Regions from separate parts of the Mus musculus genome. Here all the other regions are linked to region 2. Evidence: chromatin contacts called from public promoter capture Hi-C data. All regions are on one chromosome and are shown on one strand. The core of a region is the stretch at or near the end of the contact, and the rest is flanking DNA. Distances in the headings are between cores, read along the strand shown. Region 1 holds the start of Kdm5d (lysine (K)-specific demethylase 5D). Region 2 holds the start of Ddx3y (DEAD box helicase 3, Y-linked). Region 3 holds the start of Eif2s3y (eukaryotic translation initiation factor 2, subunit 3, structural gene Y-linked).

Region 1 (4,139 bases), core at 96-2,595, 390 kb before region 2:
TGTTTAAAAAGCAAAAAGTAATTTAATGAGGTCTACACAGCTTGTTCAGCATAAATAGTGGAATTCTTTGCTTAAACAGAGAGAGGAAGAGAAAGGAGGAGAGAGAGAGAGAGAGAGAGAGGGAGGGAGGGAGGGAGGGAGGGAGGGAGGGAGGGAGGGAGGGAGAGAGAGAGAGAGAGAGAGAGAGAGAGAGAGAGAGAGAGAGAGAGAGAGAGAGAGAGAGAGAGAGAGAGAAAGAGAGGAAGAAAATCTGTCATGATGATTTTCCAGAGAGAATATGGTTTTCTGTTTGTTCAAAATTGTGTCTGCTACCTTAAAAAAGCAACAAACTTTATTTCTGAGTATCTCAGAAAGTTTTCTTAGTTTTTCATGTAGTAAAAGATTTACTTACCAGTACTTGTGCATGTAAATAACATACCTATTCTCCATACAGTATGTCCGGTATTACATTTGGGGGGAGGGGGTGGTTGTTTGGTTATTTGGTTGTTTTCGTTTTTCGAGTCAGGGTTTCTCTGTGTAGCCCTAACTGTCCTGGAACTCACTCTGTAGACTAGACTGGCCTTGAACTCAGAAATCCTGCCTCCCAAGTGCTGGGATTAAAGGTGTGCACCACCACGCCCGGCTAAATTTCAGTTTTTTATGGAAGATATTGTTGTGAAATTTAATCTTGAATATGTATAAATATTATAATAAATGTATGCATAGCAAGTACAGTGTTAAATAATGTGCATGGAAATACTGGGGCACTAGAATTATAGTCACCGACTAACTTCCACAAAGTCAAGGTCTTGCCACTTGGTCGAGTAAGGACAAAAAAAAAAAAATCCCCTCTCCCCCCCCCAAAAAAAAAACCAATAAAATAAAAAGGAGAGAAGGGAAGAGAAGAGAAGAGAAGAGAAGAGAAGAGAAGAGAAGAGAAGAGAAGAGAAGAGAAGAGAAGAGAAGAGAAGAGAAGAGAAGAGAAGAGAAGAGAAGAGAAGAGAAAGAGAAGAGAAGAGAAAGAGAAGAGAGAAGAGAACCCCTGTTACTATTTTCATAAAGAGGGAGTTCCGGCAGACACTTTAGCGCAGCCAAATTGCTTCCGGGTTGTTAGCTTTCTACTGCGCAGGCGCTCGCGTGCAGTGATATCTTTAAAAGAAAAAAGATCCGGCTAAGTATTTATCTAAGCAGTCGGTTTTTTTTTCTTTTTTAAATACAGTTTAATGAAGAAGATAAATTAGTTTGTGTCTGTTTTCCTTTGGTCGTTTCGTTTCTGTAGCTTCAACTTTTACCTATGTGTGAAACGACTTCCAGATTTATAAATAACGCTTGAAAAATAAGTCAGCGGAGCGACACATCTCGTGTCACATTGTGATCTAAAAATGGTGGAACCGAACGAGGAGGTGAATATTTGTAAGAATGTGGAATTAAGCAAACTCTGAAATTTAGAAGAAAATAAAGTTCCTGGGTGCCACGCAGTGAGTAGGCAATTCCATTCGCCCTTTAATATCGAATCACTTTTTATAACCGCGTTTTGAGCGAACATGAAGCCAGGATCTGACGACTTTCTACCGCCGCCTGAGTGCCCTGTGTTTGAGCCCAGTTGGGCGGAATTCCGCGATCCTCTTGGCTATATAGCTAAAATCAGACCCATTGCGGAGAAATCAGGCATTTGCAAGATACGCCCACCTGCGGTAAGCCTCTGAAATGAGATGATGATGATGATGATGATGATGATGATGATGATCCCTTAACAAGGCCTTAGATTTATGTAGGCGTTTTGAATCTTTTTACCTACTCCTTTCATACTGTAGAAAAGTCCTCCAGCCATCCAGATTCCTTGTGGTTAGAACTTGAAATGCTTCTGCAGATGTGCAGTTAATACATTTTCAGTTAATGGGTTGTCTGTACCATGTTTCAACTAAGAAAAATTCAGTATACTAGCAGTCTCATTTATAACTGGAAAAATATATTATACAAGTTTATATTGTTATATTTATTGGTCACTTTCTCAGTTTCAAGTAAAATGAAAAGGGTGTGGGATCCTTGCTTCAGGTTAAATATCTGTTGATTGGCAGGACATGCATTCACATAGTTTTACCATGAACTACTACTAATTGGCTTCTAGGATTGGCAACCTCCTTTTGCTGTAGAAGTTGATAACTTCAGATTTACTCCTCGAATTCAGAGGCTAAATGAACTGGAGGTAAGAAATGTGCTTTTATATAACAATTGGAATTCTAATCTTTGCTGTTACAACAATGACTTGTATTTAGTTTCTGATATCAAACATTGTTTATTGCAACCCCACATATCATTTCTTAAAAATATTAATTTATGACAGTGCCTTCTTTAAAACACAATATAGGTTTATAAAATTCCAGAACATGAAGGTTTCAACATTCCATTATATGATAGACTAAGGTTAAAGCTACAAAGAAAGTAAAGATAGGATAACCTTTGCCTAAAAATAAAAAAATAAGTTATACAAGAGGTATAATTAAAGTTCCATACTCCGTTTTTCTTATTTCTTTTTTAAGGTTACTTACATCCTTCTAGTCTCCTCTATTGCTTCCTCATACCCACTCTGAAGTGGCTGCCTTTTACTTTTCTAGTTTATTCCTTCCTGCACCTAGGTCTTAAGAGATTATTGTGGAAGAGGGAGTAGTGATATTGAAAGAGCAGAGGAAATGAAAGTTTGCTTTGAGGTTGAGAAGTCTTATCAACATGGGAGTGGAAACATGATCTAAACAGGAATGACACCAATAGTATGGTACTATTAAAAGTAGAAAACTAAGGAGGCCTCACCTTAGACAAATAACTACAGGGCACTAAGGAAGACTAAAAGTGGGAGAAATAGTGCCTCACAAGGAGTAGCATACCAGTTTGTTTAAGGGGGCAATGATGCTATTATAATTTTAAAATATTTTTTAAAAAAGCAAGGAAAGATAAGTACAAAGTGGGGGCAAAAAGTAGTTCTAATTTATTGACCGTTTTCTTTCCCAGGCCCAGACCAGAGTAAAACTGAACTATTTGGATCAGATTGCAAAGTTCTGGGAAATTCAAGGTTCTTCCTTAAAGATACCTAATGTGGAGAGGAAGATCTTGGACCTTTACAGCCTTAATAAGGTAAGATTAGTTAACATTTGAGAAAAAATAAGCCATAACTATAAAACATACTTCCATTTATATTTGCTTAGAAAGGAGTACAATATAACCTGGCAACAACCCTGATATGAGTTATACAGTGGTTAAGGAAGTGATATTTGAAGGACATGCTATGTTTCCTGCATTAAGGGTCACTGGAGGGTTCAGATGTTTCCAGTGTGTTCACTGTTTACGTATATATTTTCTTGTCCATTTAGATTGTGATGGAGGAAGGTGGATATGAAGCAATCTGCAAGGACCGTCGGTGGGCCCGTGTTGCCCAACGCCTTAATTACCCATCAGGGAAAAACATTGGTTCCCTGCTTCGGTCCCACTACGAACGGATCATTTACCCTTATGAAATATTTCAGTCTGGAGCTAATCTTGTGGTGAGGGTCATAACTGACTTGGAGCTTGATACAAGATTTGATTTCTTTCGTTTTTACTTTTTTCTTTGTAATTGGCATTTATTTTGAATTGTTAGAAAATTAAAATTTGTTATATTTTAAATTTTTAGGAATAGGCCTTTGGAAACTTGCTTATAAAAAGCTTTATTGTTCAGTCTATGGTCAGTAAACTTTAGTGAGTTCCTTTCTGTCATGGGAAGTTATTATTATGAACCAAATCACATCCTAGAAAAAGAAGTGCAATTACATCAGGTTGTTATCTGAAAAGTAGATAATTATTTTCTGAAATTATTAAGCTTCCTTATTTTAGAAACTTCATATTTTAGGTGTTCAAAATGAGTAAGCTGGTATTACTTTTGTTTAGCTGAACTTAATTATTTTAAATATTATGTATATGTATACACATGAATATTTCATTGCTGAACTTAAACGCATTGTTTATACATATATATGAGTTTATATGTTCATAAATATATTTTTATATTTTTTTCTCTCCATATCAGCAATGTAACACAGATCCATTTGACAGTGAAGAAAGAGACAAGGAATACAAACCTCATAGCATTCCTCTTAGACAGTCTGTTCAGCCATCAAAATTCAGTTGCT
Region 2 (4,390 bases), core at 1,752-4,251:
TCATGTACCATAGTGATATAGAAAAACTGAGAATAATAAATTGATATTATAAAGGATCTACTAAACTTGCTTAGTTACAAAAATAGAATTTACTCAAAGGAGCATGCCTAGTCTCTCAACAGGAAGAGCATAATTTTGCCAGGTAGACAAAATGACCTTGAAAAAACATCATACTCAAACCACATGCTTTAATGTTTTTTCCTTCTCAGTATTTTTATCCCCCTAAGCCCCACCTCTCTACTAACGCTTTCTTTTCCTAAAACTATTTCAAATTACTAGGTGAACAAGTTTCAAAGTATCATCTACAAAAATAGTTTAAATCTATGCACCAATATTACAAAACAACTAAGACATGGGATATTCTATTTGCTTTTATTTAATTTATGTGTATAAGTGTTTGAGATGCAGAAAAAGCAGCTTTGGTTTGTCCCAAGATAATCATAACATTATTTTACTCAAAATATTTCCCATTTGTCCAAAAGCAAACTGAAATAATATCTCTGTGAAATGTTCAATTGTTCAAAATACAAGTTGGAACCATAAAACTACATAAGTGATTGAAGATTTCAGCTCAGGGTGGTTTCCCTTTGTAGCACATCCTGTGCTTATTAAAAACAGAAAAAGAATTAAATGTAAAGTAATTATTAAGGCTAATGATAATAGCAAAAACCTAGAAAAATTTCTGTAATTAATTATTTTTTTATACTTACTGCTCTCTGTATTTCCTCCTCCATTCTGATTATCTGATGATTTCAGGTCAAGACCAACAAACTGTAAAATAGATATTAATTGTTCATAAATTAACAAAATAAAAAAACAAAAACCACGCTGGATACCACCACAAAAGACAAAAATCAGAAAATTTAAAACCCTGAGCCTTGTACTATACCATTTACTAAATGCAACCTTTTAGGGAGCTGGACAGATTGCTCATTAATTAAGGGCACTGGCTCCTCTTCCAGAGGCTTCAGGGTTCAAATCCTATAGCCCATTTGGCTGCTCACAGTCAATTTTAACTCCAGTCTCAGGTGATCCAAACATATCTTCTAGTTTTCCAGGACACTGCAAGCACATACATTCATGGAAAATATCCATTCACATAAAACAACAAAATAAAATTTACAAAAATGGAGAAAATACTTTTTCGATGATAGGGTTGAGAATTACTACCATGTTCACCACAAAGTGCTTATATCCTCAAAGAGGAAAACTGCTTTGAAGTTGATAATCTATGTCAATGGCAAGCAACAGAACTTCATATAAAATACAACTTTAAAGAGTTCTTCGTTTAAAACAAATTAGCTCTGTAATTATTTTCAATAGGAACCACTCCTAAATCACCAAACTGAAAAACCAGCATCTTCATGCAGATAAAGACTAGCCTAGAAATGTTTGACTTTTTTAGACCTATATAAAGGTAGAAGATAATGGATTTCACAAAGTCCTCTTCTGAGCTCTCCACCTTCCGTTGGTGTGGCAAAATAGCATCTTGACTTCTCAGCAACTTAAAATTTTGTGCGTTTGCAGAGAACCCAGGTTCCCTTCCTCAAATTTGGCTCTCTCTATAATTTTACTTCCAGGATATATGACAACCTCTTCTAATGTCCAAGGGCTAACAAGCAAACATACGATGTATAGACATACATATAAGTGCAAGCAAACACTTGAATACATAAGATAAAAATCAATTTAAAAAAATGTAGGCAGCTGGAAACAGCTCGGTGGTTAAAAACACAGGCTGCTCTTCTAGAGGACTTCCAGAATGTACATGGCAGCTCACTCCCAACTCTGGAGTCTCTAACTCCAGTTCCATAGGATCTGACACTCTCACACTGAGAGTACATACAGGCAAAACACAAATGAATATGAAATTAAAAGGTAAGGCATTCAGAAGTTTTAGCTTTAAGGGTTAAGAAAAAAATAAAATTCATGTCTTAAGATAAGATTCTTTAATTACTTTATGTCCTAAAGAAGATATTCTCTCCCCTCCCCAACCTGAATAACATGCATTATTGGTGCCTACAGAAGAGGGCACTGGATAAAAAAAAAATAAATAAAATCTGTTTTTTGCCCAACAACGCCAACGAAATATTTAAATACTTTGTTGTGTAACCTAGGGTTTAAGAAAAACCCAACAAGAACCGATGGTGGTGCCGGCACATACCTTTAGTCCGAGCAATTGGAGGCAGAGGCAGGTGAAGTTTGTGGGCCAGCCTGCTACTGAGCAAGTTTTAGGCAGCCAGGGCTACACAGAGAAACCTTGTCTGCGTCACAGAACTCAAGAGGGGGGAAAAAGGCTCCTCTACTGCTGGAAAGAGGTAAAGGGACTACTGTGGTAAAACATTATCAGATTATCAGGAAAATGTAAATGGAACCCTCGCCTTCATTGGTTCGCTGATTATGCCCGACAGGACAGCAGCAGGGCTTAACCCGCCGCCATTTCCTCCATTACAAGGCCGCATTTTCTAAACGCCAACCAAAATTGATGGCGTCAGTGCTTTTATGGACTTACAAAAACTCACAAACTTCAGGAATTAGGGCCACCCGAGGGGAACACAATAATTCCAAGATTTAGAGAGAAAACAAGTTCCCTTTAATGCACCGCCAAACAAATATTTGAAGAAACTCCGGTTCGCAAATAAAAGCCGCCATTATGCGAAGCCTGTAGAGAAATCTGTAATGTCATTGCTATCCCCTCTTTTCTCATCTACGCCATTTTGTTCAGTTTCATTACTTTTCAGATTTTTATGGGGCGCCAGAACTCCAGTACAGACAACACAAGAGTTTAAGCGTTTAGTTAATACTGCGCCATGGCCAAGTTAAAACAAAGGGGAAGAAGGAGCGTCTTATATATAGGTTCAACTTACTTGCTGGTCCAGGCCGGCCGTACTTTCCGCTGCCACTTGACTCATTGCTGAAAAAAATTGAGAACTTCTCACGGAACAGCCACCGTAGACCTGTTTCCTCACGGTGAACGCAAGAGCTTACGTACACAGTTTTGGATACGCCCAAACGTACTGACGAGTTTGCGTCATCACGCAAGACGCACGACTCTCTCGTCAATTCGTACAACGTGGAGCCACTATTTAACTGCCGGTGGTATTTCTTCTTCTTTAACTAGAGTTTAAGTAACGGGATTTAACCCCACCGCTGCTGCTGTCCAAAGATTATCTAAACTTGGAACTTTCTTCAGTTGAAGGATCTTAAGCATACCAGTCAGTTTAATTATCCGGCTTCCCACCAGCTTTCCTTTTTTCTAATAGCTCCTTTCTATTTCCTTTTCAGGTGCGAGAATAGAAATTTTACTAAAATTAGCCTTTACTAATATAACCTTACTAATTTTTGGAAGCTTCACAAAAAATAAAAGGTATAAATGGTAGTCTCTGCTGAACTATTCTAGGTTTCCTAGTTCTATTAGTGAAAACAAGGAGATTTCTTTTGGCTGAGAAAACAATAAAAATTATACAGATGATGGTATAGGTTTCAGCCCACTCATTTAGGTTACTTTTCTAGTCCCTAAGACTGGCTGAACTGTGTTTTTACATACCTTGGGTTGTGGAATTGTGAATAATTTTCTTGGTTACACAAAGAATTATAAATGTTTGAAGCACATGTAACAGAATTGTCTGTTTAGTTTACAAGTGATAGTAGGGAGTTTCAGTGCGCAAAAATAGAAAATATACATAGTTTTAATGCCTCAACCCTTTTCACTTTGTACATTTCAGGTAGAGGAGGAAATTAATTTCATATGACTTTACTATAAAGAAATCAACAGCTATGACACACTATTTACAAGTACTTTCTCCTTTCTAACAAAACTGGAGATTAATGCAAATTTTGTATCATCCCCTAAAGAGTTTCTTGCTGTCAATATTCAAATTGCTGCATCCACGAACTCCCCCCCCCCCCCCCAAGATAGGGTCTCAATGTACTGCCCTGGCTGTCATAGACCAGGCTGGTCTCAGATCCATAGAGATCTCCCTGACTCTGATTCTCAAGTGCTGGGATTAAAGGCATTGCCATTATGCCTGGCTATTACCACTTCTAAGATTTTTGTTTGAGTTTATTTTATTTTTATTAAACATCTCTTTCATTTTCCTTTTTTCCTTTTATTAGATATTTTCATTATTTACTTTTCAAATGTTATCCCCTTTCCTGGTTTCCCCTCTGAAACCCCTTCTCACCCCCCCCCCCAAACCCCACCCCCACCCCCATTCCTGTCCCTGGCATTTCCCTATACTGGGGCATAGAACCTTCACAGGACCAAGGTCCTTTCCTCACATTTATGACTGACTAGGCCATCCTCTGCTACATATCTTGCTGGAGCCATGAGTTCCACCATGTCTGCTCTTTGGTGGGTGGTTTAATCCCTGGGATTTCTAGGGTCTGG
Region 3 (4,468 bases), core at 1,440-3,939, 280 kb before region 2:
TTTGCCTGTAGTTCTTATGCAAAGTTTAGGCTTCATGAGCTTTTTCTCCTCCTTGTTCAGGTCTTATTTGGGTACCTATATTGGAGAGATTTCATGGGTGTCTTATCTGACATTTCTAGGAGAAAATCTCATAGAAAAAAAATCTGCTATAAAGCTCACCTGCTATTAGATGACTCAGCTTTTGAGTTGGTAGACAAGGAATGACTAACAGCTCAAAAAATAGGAGTAGGTGCAATTCAAGAAGTCAAATGACTTTGAGTTTACACAAGATTATTTTGATAGGTTATCAAAATGCTAATGCAACTAAAGCAATACAGTACACTTCACCTATATCTTCAAAAAAATAATTGACTGTATTATCAATATTTATAAAGTATACTGAGACAATAGTCAGTTATATTTCTTAATTTTCCAAAAAAATCTGTAAAATGCAAAAATATTGATTAATAACACTATCATAAAATAAGATCAAATAAGGTTTCTCTCTCTCTCTCTTTTCTTTTAGGATTTCATATATTCAAGGATGTCTCCATGTGACCACAAGTACTACCTTAAACTTCTGATCCTCCTGCCTCTACTTTTCTTGATGTTAACATCACTAGGAAACTAAAACTGCAAACAAAGCAAAGCACTTTAACCACTGAGGTATATTTTTAGTTCCAAGTATTCTTTTTTTTTAACATTTATTTATTATTATGTCTAAGTACACTGTAGCTTTCTTTAGATGCATCAGAAGAGGGCATCAGATCTCATTATGGATGGTTGTGAGCCACCATGTGGTTGTGGGATTTGAACTCAGGACCTTTGGAAGAGCAGTCAGTGTTCTTAACCACTGAGCCATCTCCCCAGCCAGCTTCAAGTATTCTTAAGCATAAATTTGCCTCTACCTTGTGTTTTGTTTCCTTGCTTTTTGCTATTTAGTTTTTTGAAATCATGTTTATAAAGTTCATGTTGCCCTGAAACTTGCTATGCAGATCAAGTTTGCCATGAACAAATAAATTCCCAGGACCCTGTATTAGGATTAAAACCATATTTACTTTAAAAAAAAAAAGGTTTACTTATTATTATAAATAAGTACACTGTTGCTGTCTTTAGACACACCAGATGAAGGAGTCAGATCTCATTACAGATGGTTGTGAGCCACCATGTGGTTGCTAGGATTTGAACTCAAGACCTTCAGAAGAGCAGTCAGAGCTCTTACCCAATGAGCCATTTCACAACCCTCATATTTACTTTTAAACAGATATTTGCCTCCTAAATTATTTCACCAAAATTAAATATCAAATATAGATGTATAAATATAGTTATTTCTATTAAAGCAGTTTTTTATTGTTGTTTTGTTTTTGTTTTTGTTTGTTTGTTTGGTTGGTTTTGGTTTTTCGAGACAGGGTTTCTCTGTATAGCCCTGGAACTCACTCTGTAGACCAAAAATCCGCCTGCCTCTGCCTCCCAAGTGCTGCGTGTGCCACCACGCCAGGCTCTTTTGTTTTGTTTGTTTGTTTTGTTAGTTGTTGTTGTTGGGTTTGTTTGTTATGTTTCCTTGTCCTCTCTCTCCCTCTTGACGCCTGCCTACCCTCCCCTTTTCTCGGTCTCTCTCTCTCTCTCTCCGTCTCTCTCTCTCTCTCTCTGTCTCTGTCTCTCTCTCTCTGTCTCTCTCGGTCTCTCTGTCTCTCTCTCTGTCTCTCTCGGTCTCTCTGTCTCTCCCTCCCTCCCTCCCTCCCTCCCTCCCTCGCTCTCTCTCTCCCTCCCTCTCTCCCTCTCTCTCTCTCTCTCTCTCTCTCTCTCTCTCTCTCTCTCTCTCTCTCTCTGTCTCTCTCTCGGTCTCTCTCCGTCTCTCTCTCCGTCTCTCCCTCCGTCCCTCCGTGTCTCTCTCTCTCTCTCTCTCTCTCTCTCTCGGTCTCTCTCCGTCTCTCTCTCCGTCCCTCCGTGTCTCTCTCTCTCTCTCTCTCTCTCTCTCTCTCTCTCTCTCTCTCTCTCTCTCTCTCTCTCGCTCGCTCGCTCGCTCGCTCGCTCGCCAGTTTTTGGATTTGTTTTTACAAGTTCTTTTTGTTATTATTCTTTGTCTTAAACGATGTAAATAACTTCTACCGTGTTGCATATTAATTGCAAGCTCTCCAGTTTTGGTATTTTCCCTGCTCTGCAGGTACCTAACTCTTCACCAAAAATCCACCAGCCGTCTTGTGTCCAGAAAGACCACAAAATACCCTTCAGTCAATCTAGATGTATTAAACTAAATTATCATCTGAGCAAATAAATTAGGGTTAGGGTTAGTAAAAGAAATCAGAAAGTAATCTGATCGCTCACATTAAAATTCAAGTGTCTGAGACACTAATGGAACCTAAAACAAGAGGCTACCTTTAATCCCGCCCCGTAGTTGGGGGTGAGGGTAGGGGTTGGGATGGAGGTTAGGATGGGGTGGGGCTTTCACTGGGGCTGCCCTTGACGTTGCCTGCACTAATAGTTATGAAGTCCATGGCAAGTAGCTGTTGAACTTTATATATTGTTTTTTAGTAAGTTTCGTACAACTCAATATACAAAGTCAGTCAGAGTAAAGTCCTCGTAATAAGGCTACACCTATGTTTACTGCCCGTTCTTCCAGGCCAGATTCTTAGTCAGCCTTTAATCCGCCATTTTACAGCCCCGCCCATAGGCTTGTGCGTTTTGTGACGCGACAGCGGAGGCCACAGCCACTTCCTTCTTTCGTGAGCAAGATGGCGGGCGGAGAAGCCGGTGTCACTCTCGGGCAGCCGCATCTTTCTCGTCAGGATCTTGCCACTTTGGTGAGATTTTCCTTCCTGAACTGCTATGTAAAGTCCATAGTGGGGAAAGCGTTGGGTTTAGGTTGTCCTGGCAGTTTTGGGGCGCGAGAAAGGAGACCGGTGATACCGACTGTATTTCAGTCAGTGACCAAACCCTGGAACCGAGAGCTTGTCGTTGAGGCTTTATTAATGTGGCTTTTTTTTTTTTTTAAACCTCAGACGGTTTGAGAGGGGATCATATGATAAACAGTTTAAACGTTAATCTTGTTATAAATACGTGAAAAAAAGTTTTTACCTTCGTCGAAGTCCGCGAGCTCTGATGTAGTGAAACTGAATTGATTTTGTACGGAGAATAATGTTCTTTTTTTAGTTTTCTCGACCGCTAAAATCCTTTAAAGATTGCTACGAAAATGTACCTCCAGAACATCTGTTTCTCTCCGTACATTTCTAAAAATAATTTAAAAAGTAAGATAGAGACAGGAAAAACCCCTTTAAAAATAGGATCAGGAAGGAGATGTGTATTGTAAACCCATGGGTTATAGGAAAACGTTGGTTTCTCCTGAAAGGCAATGGTCTTAAAAATGTCTCCTTGCAGGATGTTACCAAGTTGACTCCGCTTTCACGTGAAATTATCAGCAGACAAGCCACAATTAATATAGGTAAGAACAACTGTTAATTGGTAGTTGAAACTATTCTGATCTAATTGTTGATTATGGCAATAGATAATTCTGTATTTTCTTTGAAGTTATCAGACTCCAATTGTCCCAGTTAGAATGCTACAGATCTTGTAAAAGTAGTTACCTAAAGAATTCCCATCAGATATTCCAGAAATCACAGGAATCTGGAAGCTGACATCCTCGAGACTTGGGTGTTTTAAAAGGGAACTTTTGGAAGATAGATAGGATCTCACTTTGTAGTCTTGCTTTGTAGATTAAGTGAGTGTCTCAGGCTCACAGAGGTCTACCCGTCTGTGCCTCCAAAGTGCTGGTATTAAATGCTTGCATTTAAGTTTAACCAATAGTAAAAAAGTACTTTTCAGTTATATTTGAAAACAGGGTTTGTGAAAAGGTGAAATTAACATTATATCATTGTACGTTATATTTATATAAATGCATAATATAAAGTCTAAAGTACTTGCTGTAGTTATGTGCATAACAGCTTTTTGTTTTTTGTAGGCACAATTGGTCATGTTGCTCATGGAAAATCTACAGTTGTAAAAGCCATTTCTGGTGTTCACACTGTCCGATTCAAAAATGAACTAGAAAGGAATATTACCATAAAACTTGGATATGCTAATGCCAAAGTACGTAATATACTGTGGAAGTAGGAACTATTTAATTAGTAATTATTACAAAAATTCATTATTGTCTTTGAAATTTTCAGATTTATAAGCTTGATGACTCAAGTTGTCCTCGACCAGAATGTTACAGATCTTGTGGAAGTAGTACACCTGATGAGTTTCCTTCAGATATTCCAGGGACCAAAGGAAACTTCAGACTAGTCAGGTGATTATTTCAATGCTTAATGAAATAATTAGAATTATTAAGTAATTAATTAAAGGTCAGATTGATACAAATTTCTATTTTAGTAAACTGTGGGTTAAAAAAAAAAAAAACAACTTAACTAATATCTTTTCTCTAGGAGATGTGACAGTTGCTTAGTAGCCTAAATTTTTTTTAAGGGCTGCATCAACCATCTATAAACCACTT

Evidence for each region. Capture Hi-C pulls out chosen DNA fragments and counts their contacts.
Region 1: a contact with region 2 is called in a promoter capture Hi-C map of liver. The contact joins the promoter of Kdm5d here to the promoter of Ddx3y in region 2. A contact is called at or near these places in 1 of 39 promoter capture datasets (hippocampal neurons), 2 of 484 Hi-C or Micro-C datasets (pre-pro-B cells and rod photoreceptor), 2 of 115 datasets of contacts at active chromatin or transcription factors (the 230-238 cell line and bone marrow-derived dendritic cells) and 3 of 9 other capture datasets (adipose tissue, liver and pancreatic islet).
Region 3: a contact with region 2 is called in a promoter capture Hi-C map of adipose tissue. The contact joins the promoter of Eif2s3y here to the promoter of Ddx3y in region 2. A contact is called at or near these places in 2 of 39 promoter capture datasets (cranial neural crest and hippocampal neurons), 7 of 484 Hi-C or Micro-C datasets (Th1 cells, cerebral cortex, germinal center B cells and 4 more), 1 of 115 datasets of contacts at active chromatin or transcription factors (stem cell-derived neural progenitor cells) and 2 of 9 other capture datasets (adipose tissue and liver).

The regions. Positions count from the first base shown.
Region 1 is chrY:896,443-900,581 of GRCm38.p6, forward strand. Kdm5d (lysine (K)-specific demethylase 5D) reads left to right here and starts at 1,346. Exons shown (of 26, transcript NM_011419.3): 1 at 1,346-1,673; 2 at 2,108-2,185; 3 at 2,986-3,108; 4 at 3,345-3,515; 5 at 4,037-4,139. The coding sequence starts at 1,524.
Region 2 is chrY:1,283,612-1,288,001 of GRCm38.p6, forward strand. Ddx3y (DEAD box helicase 3, Y-linked) reads right to left here and starts at 3,002. Exons shown (of 17, transcript NM_012008.2): 1 at 2,868-3,002; 2 at 711-771. The coding sequence starts at 2,912.
Region 3 is chrY:1,007,906-1,012,373 of GRCm38.p6, forward strand. It overlaps Eif2s3y (eukaryotic translation initiation factor 2, subunit 3, structural gene Y-linked), which reads left to right and starts at 2,690. Exons shown (of 12, transcript NM_012011.2): 1 at 2,690-2,780; 2 at 3,355-3,418; 3 at 3,935-4,062; 4 at 4,143-4,264. The coding sequence starts at 2,712.